2 separate regions of the Mus musculus genome follow, and region 2 is linked to region 1. The links are chromatin contacts, called in public Hi-C maps. All regions are on one chromosome and are shown on one strand. The core of a region is the stretch at or near the end of the contact, and the rest is flanking DNA. Distances in the headings are between cores, read along the strand shown.

Region 1 (5,086 bases), core at 177-2,676:
TTGCCTCATGGTCTTTCAGAAGAGACTTCAAAAATATATTGTGTTTATGTATATTGCCTTAGAAAAGATGTGAGAGGTTTGGAGAGATGGCTCAGTGGTTAAGAGCATTGACTGCTCTTCTGAAGGTCCTGAGTTCAAATCCCAGCAACCACATGGTGGCTCACAACCATCCATAATGAGACCTGCTGCCCTCTTCAGGGGTGTCTGAAGATAGCTACAGTGTACTTACATATAATAAATAAATAAATCTTAAAAAAGATGTGAGAACAGAGGATCTTTGGAGAAGCCTACTCATTTGACAAACAATAATAATACAAATGAATTAAACTTACTTTGATTATAGAACAACACTCATGGGTTGAAAATGATTAACTTTTAGTAAACAAACAAATTGTATCCAGATAATGTTTTTAGGCTAGGGATTTGGCACCTTTTTTCTGGATATAAAAGAAAAACTTCATGTTTAGCACTCTATATATTATTTTAAGCATCTGAGTAACATCCTGATAGTGTTTTATTAGATTGTCACACATGTATAGATTTATGGGAATTTTAATATTAAAACTTCTCAGCCATGGATTCAACCTAGTTGCTGTTCAAGTATTTTGGGTAACAAGAAAAATGTTTATTTTGCTAATTAGGCTTTCATAACATTCACATTACATGGTCATTTATTAAGGCTTTTGAGGAAGCAGCTGCTGTGAATTAGCAATTGCTTGCTGTTTTTTCTGCCTGCGAAATCTAATTCATTATTTTCACTATTAAAATGAACTTTGGCAGTCTCACGAATACCATTTTCTATAGCAATCTCCAATTCTCTCAAGAAATAGTATTTTTTTTTAATTTCAAAAGTTTTATGAGTGGGCATTGAATAACCTATAAAGGAAAACTATTTTCAAGACACTATGTTTTCTTCAAAAGTTACCTAAAATTAAGAGAGGCTGGTTTAAAAAAAAAAAAAAGGCAGCATATCCCATGCTATTTCTATCCACTCAGTCTATTATCTTCTAAGGTAGATGTTTGAGTTATTGCTGTTAGCCCACAAGTTACCACTACTAACATCTATACATCTATTTCATCGTAACATAATCCACACTGTCCTTACCACTTATTTCACTTTTGGCTCAGGACTCTTATTTTCACATTCTCTCAGCTTTTTGGGGACCTCCATATTAGACGGTAGGCCAGTCCTCTCCATTCCATGCACCCTATGCACACTAACTAGGGGCTATTTCACCTCTGCTTTGAGAACGAGATTATGTACAGTATGGTTTAAGCTCACTCTTTTAAGCTGTTCACCCCTGATCTCAACTGTGTACCCACGTCCACTTTCCCGGCCTTGCAAAAAAACTTCAGCAGTAAATTTAAATCTTCCGCCTTTCTTAGCTCCTCCCACCTGTCTTTGACCTCCACCCTACCGAATCCCAGTTCCTCTTTCCAGTTCTTCCAGTAGCCACGGAAAACAACCGTTTCTCAATTTTCTGGGCTTGAAGAACGAAGGCTACTTCTCCCGCCTCCACGGCACCCTGCGTTCCTGCCGCCTCCGACTACTAAGCCTCTTGGGCAGTATTGGGTCACGTCCCGGCCATCGCCGTGTCCCTGCAGCGCCACTTCCGGATCGCCGGTGCTTCCACTTTACCGGTCCGCATCCCGCACCGAGCTCTTCGTAGAGTTAATTCCTAACCCAGAGCGGTGGCAGCGGGGATCCCGGCCTAGCCAAGCCGGAGTCGTCCCAGGCAGGCAGACGCGCGGGGTCCTTGTCCCCACCGCGGAAACCTGACGGACGGCGAAGCCCGCACACCCGGAAGTGGCGCGGAACGCGTGAGGCGTTTCCGCGGCGGACGCCAGGTACCCGGAGGAAGAGCGCACGCCGCCGCTCTGTGGCGTGTTTACCTTGGAGCGGGTGCGGCGGCGGCGGCAGCAGCGGGCCTGACGCCAGCTCGGTCCTATGGCCGGAGATCCGCCTGCGTTCCGGGAGTCGACCGCCTCTGGCTGGGCTGCGCTAGGGTAGGAGTGAAGCAGGACGTGCTGTCCTCCCACGCCCGGGGGCCGGCCGCCTCCAGCCTCTCTGCCTACTCCTCGTCAGGTGAGGCGCTCAGTTAGCGGGGAGCTCGCGCCCGGACCCGGAGGGCGGGCGGGCGATCCGGGAGAGCGGCCTTGCCAAGCTTCCTGAGAAGTGCATTTCCAGTTGCTGCCTGTCGATTCAGTTACTTACAAAATTTCCGTCTTTACCCTTTTCAGGATCTGACTTCGACGCTTAAATTTGAAGATGCTGGAGTCGTACGTAACTCCAATTTTAATGAGTTATGTGAATCGCTATATCAAGAACTTAAAACCTTCAGATCTCCAGCTTTCACTATGGGGTGGGGACGTGGTTCTCAGCAAACTCGAGTTAAAGTTGGACGTTCTGGAACAGGTAAGCAGTACAGCTGCCATCGGAACATCTTCGTCTTGATAGACATAGCCTGTCTAGTATGTTTTGAATGATAATAAATTTCCTGTTAGCGTGTTTTGCCTACTGTGTAGTTAGAGACTTCATTTTATAGAAAACAAACAAACAAACAAACAAACAAATACAAGGCTTTTTGCCTCGTAAGGGCTTATTCTGTTAGGATTCCCCAACATTTTTTCAGCCGATAGAAATTTCAGCTTGTTTACTCAGTTCTCAAGCACTGCCAAATATGCACACTCTTACAATGTCATATGAAACGGGGAAACATTACATGCTTGTTCTTCTTTTGGGTCAGTGGGCGAGTGTGAAAAACAGCAAGAGCACGCACATGTAAAGTTCTGTTCCTTTTACCAGGAGAAATGACATCACTCATGGATCCTCAGATTGACTAGACACAGGTTGAGAATGATGGTAAAACTGGAAACATCTTTACTAATCACTTTTTAAGGTTTTTTCTTTTTTTTTTTTTTTTTTTTTTTTGGTTTGGCATTGGAATGATCTGATGCAAATAACTCTGACTTCAAAGTTCACATACTCAATAATTCACTTACCACATTTATCAATGACATATGCCAAGTACTTCTCATATGCTTGAGCTATGTGTATACACATTATCTGCGGGAGCGCAAGAGCCAGAGAGCAGCTGCTTTGTAGGAGAGGCTTGAGCTGATGGGGGGGATGGTTATCAATACTTTTCATGGCGTACTCTTGTTATTGGATAATCCAGACAAAGCACTAAGAAAACCAGCTTTCCCCATTTTCTGCAAACGTTATTGGATGTCTTTGATATTTTCATTTTAGTTTTTAAAAATGAGAACAAATCCTAAGTATGATTGTTGAACTTTAAGTATGGAAATACCTGTGAATTCACCATCATGATGAAGGCAGGGGTGTCTCTAGCACCCTACAAGATGTACCTGTGTGCCCACCACACCAGACTCCCAAGACACTGCTGGTCTCATTTCTGCACTTTTGTGTTACTCAGATGAAGGACTGGACTTAGCACTGCCTGCATGCTGGCCAGGCCTTCTGCTGCTGAGCCGCATGCCATAGCAGTTAGATTTTCGTGAAGGAGGTGTTTGGGTTTTAACCTATTGAGCTTCAGGTAAATAGAAGTGATTTCTGCCTAGCAGCTACTGGTGCTTTCTTCTCCCTCCTCCTCCTCTTCCTTTTCCTCTTCTTCCTCCTCCTTTTCCTCTTCCTCCTCCTCCTCCTCCTCCTGCTGCTGCTGCTGTTTTGATGAACCCATAGTGCTGAGTCAGCAGCAGCTTGTTCTTTGTGTTGCTTTTGTATTCCATTTTGTAAGATGTCACAGTTTATCTGTTCTGTCAGTAGAACTTTCACTTCTTTATATTGCTGGCTATGAACATAATGTGTCTATGAACAATCTCTTGTGTGCATATTTATATACATAAGCATTAGTTTCCCTAAAGTATATCTAGGAGGTAGGCACATGTCTGATTTCAATATGTATTGTTAATAGTTTAACAGAGTGTATTAATTTACAGTCTTACTTATGGTTTTAAATATTTCCCAATTTTTCTCCTACTTGGTATGTTTGTTGCTTTAAATCTTTGGCTTTCTGATGGATGTGTAGTGATGTGCCATTGTATTTTATTTGAATATTTCTATATGTATTGGCTGGTTATGTGGATATCTTTTGTAAATTCTCTGGGTTTCTTGAGAATGTGAATATTTGCCTTTCCTAATTGTTGTGTGGGAATTTATTTTATGTTGCTTTTGGCTCTGAGTATTGAACCCAGAAGCTCACAGGCACTAAACCTGACCTGCTGAGCTATCTTGCCAACCATCCACTATTATTTCTTTATTTTTACTTTAAAAAATTTATTTAAGGTGTATGAATGTTTTGTCTGCATGTATGTCTATGTACTACATGTGTTCCTCTTGTCCTTGGAAGTCAAAGAGGTGTCAGATCCCTGGAGTTAAAGATGATTGTGCGCTGCCATGTGGATGCTGGAATTGAACCTGGCTCTCCAGGTTCAACTGTTCTTAACCACTGAGCCATTTTTCCAGCTCCTGGTATTATTTTTGAAGTGTCCTTTTCTTTTTTCAGTTTTGCTAGATTTTGCTTTGTGTATTTTGTGGCTCTTTTCTTGCATATTTTATCTGATCTTCCTGAATTAATCTTTTTAATCACTATTAAGTGTCCTGTTTGACCAGTTTTGGTTTATTTGGTGTGGCAATGAGTGTGTGTGTGTGTGTGTGTGTGTGTGTGTGTGTGTGTGTATGTAGTGTCTGTGAGCATGGCATATGTTTATAAGGTATATGTGTGTTTGAACCTCTGCATTTGTGTGTGAGGGCCAGAGGGCCAGTTGTGTCCATGCATAATGGTGTACTTGTGTAATGCTCTGTCACTCTCCACCGTATCTGTTTAGACAGAATCTCTACAGAACCTGGAGCTAGACTGATAGACATCACACAAATCCCAGCAATCCTCCTGGCTCTCTTCAGGCCCCTAGTGCTATGAATAAAATGGCTATGCCTATTTTATTTTTATTTATTTATTTATTTTAAAGCATTAGCTAAGGGATCTGAACTCAGGTGCGTAGGTTTTGTTAGTAAACTGTTACTTAGGCCTATCCATATTGGATTTTTGGTTAGGGTTTTATGGCG
Region 2 (5,650 bases), core at 954-3,453, 2.7 Mb after region 1:
CCTCCCCACTAATCTGATTCTAAGATTTACACCCCCCCCCCAAGCCTTCTGTTGAAGTTGTAAGCATCTCTAATGAAAGTAAGTCAGAGTAAGGATCCTATAACAAAATGTTTAAATTAAAAAATTGTTAACTATAAGACAACTCCAAGTAGTTGATTTTTTTTTTTTTTTTTTGGTTTTTCGAGACAGGGTTTCTCTGTATAGCCCTGGCTGTCCTGGAGCTCACTTTGTAGACCAGGCTGGCCTCGAACTCAGAAATCCGCCTGCCTCTGCCTCCCGAGTGCTGGGATTAAAGGCGTGCGCCACCACGCCCGGCTCGTAGTTGATCTTTTCAACAGGCATTTTGAGTTTTACAAACATGTATTTAAACAATAGGCTACAGTAAAGATTAGACAAATCCCCACCCCAAGCCAGAAACTAGACTGCCAGCCCAGGATCTAAAAGCTGCCAGACCAAGGTAAAGGTAACACTCACACATTAGAGGCCAAGCTAGGTCTCTTCCTCTCTCCGGGAAGAGCATGACAAACTGGGCGTCACACAACGTAAGTCACCCGGTCACTTAGCAAAAATTACACCTTGAATCTAAACTTGATGGCCTTCCACACGCAAAAGAAATATGGGCCAGCAGCGACGTATGCGGGGAGAAGGAAGCTTAAAACGATCCACTTTCCGACCTGTAAACATTTGGCCCATCATTAGATGTGAGTCCTAGATCTCAAGACATGCTTTAATGGAGGCCTCCCTCAACCTCCGAGTCTGTTTTGCAACAGTACAGGGACTTTTTTTCCTGCTTTATCTTAGGTCCCAGTGAGCATGTGGCCCTGCAACTCAATTCAATATCCTAAAGTGGTAAGACACAGTGGCAGAGCGAAGGGGAAAAAAATCCAAATCAAAACAGCCTTAAGAGATTTTTCAAATATTTTAAATCAAAATTCCTCCTCTGCCCGTAACAAACCCAACCCAGAAATTCACAGCGCGTTAAGCAGCACTGCGAACTGCAAACCGAAGAATTTTCCTTTGACACTCCACTCACGGTTTTCAGCTGTCAAATTACAACTCCAGAAAACACTATCATTAGAATAAAAAAGGAAACAAAAAGGCTCTCACCGCAGGGGCCCAGGAGCAGTTTGGCAGTACCAAGGCGAAGGAAGGAGAGCAAAGGGAATCCAATCCACTTCCCCAACCCCCGCCTGACTTCATTCCCCTCCCGGGGCAGTCAACCTCACTGCAGGGGCTCAAATCTAATAATAATAACAATAATCATGGCGCTCCCTCCCTCCTCCCCCTCCCAACCCGCGGTCTGCCGGGAATCTCTCCCCCACCCCCACCCCGCCTCCCCGGGGAAACCCAGCCCCCGGGACACGACTCGCGGGAGCCCCCGAACCCGCCGCTCCTCTTCCCTCTCTTTTCCACCTCCACCATCCCCCATCCGCATTGTCTGTCTCAATTCAACTTTGACTAATATGGATTCCTCGGGCCTGGGCCGGGAGCCCCCGGCTCCGCCGAGTTCAACGAGGCTCCTCGCGGGAGGGGGAGGGGGCAGCGCGCCGGGCCGTCTACACCGCAGCCGCGTCCACACCGCGCCGGCCCCCGCCCCGCGGCCCGAGGCTCCCAAGTTTGGCCCACACCGGGCCTACAGGGGGCGGTAGGGCCCCCGGCGCGGCCGTGGGGGAGGGGAAAAAGGAGGGAGGTGCCCCTCCCCCGCCCCATTACCTGTCATTGAGCTGGTCCTCGGTGCCCGGCAGCGGGTGGACCACGAAATGGATGGACGTCATGGTACCGCCTGCGCGCCCCGCTCCCGGGAACGAGCCGCTCCCGCTGTCGTCCGGCCCCCCGATCCCCTTCCCGTCCCCGGATCCCACGGCCGCCGCCACCGCCTCCTCCTCCCGGTCCCCAAACGGAGGGCCGCGAGCGCGCAGGGACCGCCGCCTCCCCGCCGAGCGTGTGTCCGCGGCCCGGCGGCCCGGCGCGGCGGGCGGGAGGGCGGATCAACGCGCCGCCCGCTCGGCCGGCCACGGCGCGCACGGACGAGGGCAGCCCGGAGCGCGGCGAGCGGCGGGTGGAGAGGTGCCGGGGCGGACGCGGCGGACGCGGGGAGCGGGGAGGGACAGCAGCCCGCAGCGCGCGTCACTGGCGACGAACCGCCGCCGCCAGCGCCGCCGCCGCCATCTTCACTTCTGCCCCAGTTTCTCCGTCTCGCAGCCTGGGCGCCGATCGGCGGGGGAGGGGCGGAGGGCGGGGCCGCGGGGGCGGGGCTCTGCGCGCGGGGCGGGGCTCCGGGAAACGGGCGGCCGGGCCCCAGCGATTGGGCCGCTTAACGTTGTCGGGCCACGGTGCTGTAAGGTGCTCGCCTATTGGCGCGCTGGGCCGCGAGCCCGGCCCCCCGGGGCGGGGCGGCGTGTTCCAGAGAGCACGTGCTCGGGAAGCCGGGCGAAAGGGCACGCGCGCCGGGTTTCTTTTCCTCCCGGATCCCTAATGGTTGTGCATATGCGAATGGCTTGTTGTTGTTTCTCGTCCTCCAGCCGCATTTATACTTAAGAGAAATGTACCCCGAGGAACCAGAGATGCTCCGCTTCCTACGGCAGGCAGTTACGTAAGAGCCTTATCAAAACCTGATAGTAGGATCTTGGAAGTGACTGTGTAGCAGCTTTCATCAGCACTACCATCGTGCAACGTGGAAATTTCCACTTTTTAGTTATTCGTGTGGTTTTTATATGGGGGTGGTTGTGTGTGTGTATACTTTAATGAAAGATGATATGCATCTGTTGTAGGGAGATTTCTTGTGACCTGGGGTATCAGAACTACAACTTATGAAATTCTTCCTCCTCCGCGTACCCTCACTCCCGAACCGGTACAGTTTCCCTCTTAAAGTTTTCTGTGATCCTTTCGAAATATCGAATTCCGCTGAAAGCATGAAGCCTCTTCTCCAGTCTGTAACAGTCGTTCGTTAAATCGGGTATACAACATTAATGATTGCACAGCAGAGCAGTTTTCTTCTCTTCTTTAGTTTAGGAAGTTCTTTTGAGAATACATGAAAAATTAGATATCAAGATTTACTGGGTACACCATGAGACAGATAAGGAATAATTTTTAGTTGGCCATCAGCTCCAGTTTTCACCTAGATAAACTACAAAGTGTTCAAGGCTGGTCAATGATGCACACCTTTGTCCCAGCACTCAGAAGACAGAGGCAGACAGACATCTTAAGTTGTGGGCCAGCCTGATCTAAGAGTTCCAGGCCAGTTAGAACTACACAGTAAGACCTTGTGTCAGTCAATTAATAGTGAGTTAAGCCACTGAAAGCGCTGCATCCCATGACTACCAACCATCCTGTAATTGCTACTTTGATTTTTTTTTCCCCTCAAGTCCGTGTGATGGACACTGCTGGTTCTAGAGTCAGACAAAGTAGAATTTCAGTCCTGATTCTGCTACTTAACCAAGTGGCCTTAATTATTTACCCAGTTACAGCATTTTGTTATACACTGGGTCTAAATACTGTATGTCAAGCAAAAAGATGTGTCAGGCACACAGCAGTTCATACACATAATGAAAGATTTTTAACATATTGTGTGCACTGCTTTATACTGCCAATGGCTCCAAGTACAGTACACCTCACTCTAAGGCAAAGGATGTCCTGGCTAGCCCGGCAGTGGTGATCCACACCTTTAATCTCAATGCTCCAGGGAGGTAGGCAGAGATCTTTCTGTTCCAAGCCAGCCTGGTCTACACAGTGAGTTCAGGAAAGCTAGGAATACACACAGAGAAACCCTGTCTAGGAGAGGTGGAAAAAAGTCCTTGTTGCATAAGGATTCCAGAGCCCAAACACCTTAGTGCTGAGGCTCAGACAAAAAGCAGTTGTGACTCTGAGTCCGTTCACAATATAATAGCTCCCATCTAGTAGTTAATAATTTAGAAGTATGTAAAACCAATCCAAAAAGATAGGCATGATAAACGCAACGAGAGTGCAGTTAAAAGAGGGAATGGTTCCAGCCAAGAGAACTAAGAAAAGTCATAGGCAGAGAGAGCCTCAAGGATGCTCTGAGCATGTCGGCTTCAGATGCTCTTGACCAGGGCTCACACCGGGCCCCTCCGCTTTGCCATGTTTTTTTCTTCCAAACCTCCCTTCTCCACCTTCCTTTCCATTATGTGTCCAGCCTCATTTATCCACTCCTAGTTTTTTGTACCTAAAGTTCAGACTCTCTCCTCACTCAAAGCATGTAGTAGTAATCATATATTACATGAAGAAATAAGGTTGGGGGGTGGCAGTGTGGTGGTTTGAATAAAAATGCCCCACCCCGGCCAGGCAGTGGTGGCACACACTTTAATCCCAGCACTTGGGAAGCAGAGGCAGGTGAATTTCTGAGTTTGAGGCCAGCATGGTCTACAGAGTGAGTTAAAGGACAGACAGAGCTATCCAGAGAAACCCTTTTTCGGGGGGGGGGGGTACCCCACCCTTTGTCCTCTTCCTCTTCTTTCTCCTCCTCTTCCTCTTTTTCCTCTTCCTCCTCTTCTCCTTCTCTTCCTAATCCTTCTCCTTTGCCTCACCTCTCCTCTTCCTCTTCCTCCCCACCCTCATGTTCCTGAAGATCAGAATATTGAACTCTTGGCTACTTCTACAGCACCATGTCTATATTTGTGCTTCCATGTTCTCTGCCATGATGATAATGGTCTAAACCTCTGAAACTGTAAGCAATCTTCTGACCAAATGCTGTCTTTTATAAGAGTGGCCTTGGTCATGGTGTCTCTTCACAGAAGAAGAACAGAGACAATGACAGAAGTTGGTACCAGCAATGGGGTATTGCCTGACCATGCTGCTTGTTGGTAGAATGTGGACTTTGGAACTTCGGACTAGAAAAATGGTTGGATGTTTTAACAGGGCATAATGGGCCACTCTAGTAGCAACATGAAAGGCAGTGCTGAGGATGACTTGAACTGTGGGGGCCCAGATCAAGAAGTTTTAGAGAGGAATACTATTAGCATGTGGCCTATAGATCATAATTGTGATATTTTGGTGAAGAATGTTATGCTCTAGTCCATAAAATCTTCCTGAAGCTAAATTGAAGAGTTTTGGACTAGTGAAGTTGGCAGAGAGATTTCAATACTGCCTAGTATTGGCTGTGCTGTTACCACTCTTATGAATGTATGTAATGATAAAGGCTGGACAAGGGGAAATAACAAAATGTGCAGTTTGAGGAGAAAAAGGAGAACCAGGAAGTGCAATAGAGCCTAAGGCCAGGGCTTAAGGGATAAAAGGCTTTAAAGGAAAGCTTGATGCTAAATGGAATGAAGGAATAATGGCCTCATACCCCACCCAAGTAAGATTCCAACTTGTAAAAAGGAATTAAAGGGAACCTTGAGCAGTAAAGGAAACCATCAACAACAGAGAAGCTAATACAAATGTAACTCGGGCCAAGTTCCAGCCCCATCAAGCAGCAGAACTTGGCAGCCTTGTCCATGTGGTTGTGATTTAGAGTTAAGAATACAAGAAAAGGGTTGTGGAATCTCCCTCTGTGGCTAAGGAAAGCCACTGAGGCCAGGTGAGCATCTCTGGTATCCCTACCTAGAGTCCCAGAGAGGCCATTTCAAAGAGTTTCACTCCCTGGTGACTAAGCATCCAAATATACAAGCCCATGGGAGCCGTTTTTATCCAA

The links. Hi-C and Micro-C count contacts between places; a contact is called where the count stands out from the background.
Region 2: a Hi-C map of CD8 T cells shows a contact between it and region 1, with 6 times the contacts expected there. The contact joins the promoter of Ubr5 here to the promoter of Vps13b in region 1. A contact is called at or near these places in 1 of 484 Hi-C or Micro-C datasets (CD8 T cells) and 2 of 9 other capture datasets (adipose tissue and liver).

Annotation. Positions count from the first base shown.
Region 1 is chr15:35,369,692-35,374,777 of GRCm38.p6, forward strand. Vps13b (vacuolar protein sorting 13B) reads left to right here and starts at 1,427. Exons shown (of 62, transcript NM_177151.4): 1 at 1,427-2,086; 2 at 2,242-2,416. The coding sequence starts at 2,270. It overlaps LOC115488525 (a long non-coding RNA gene), which reads right to left. Exons shown (of 2, transcript XR_003951638.1): 1 at 3,004-5,086; 2 at 537-2,469.
Region 2 is chr15:38,076,651-38,082,300 of GRCm38.p6, forward strand. It overlaps Ubr5 (ubiquitin protein ligase E3 component n-recognin 5), which reads right to left and starts at 2,204. Exons shown (of 59, transcript NM_001112721.2): 1 at 1,714-2,204. The coding sequence starts at 1,775.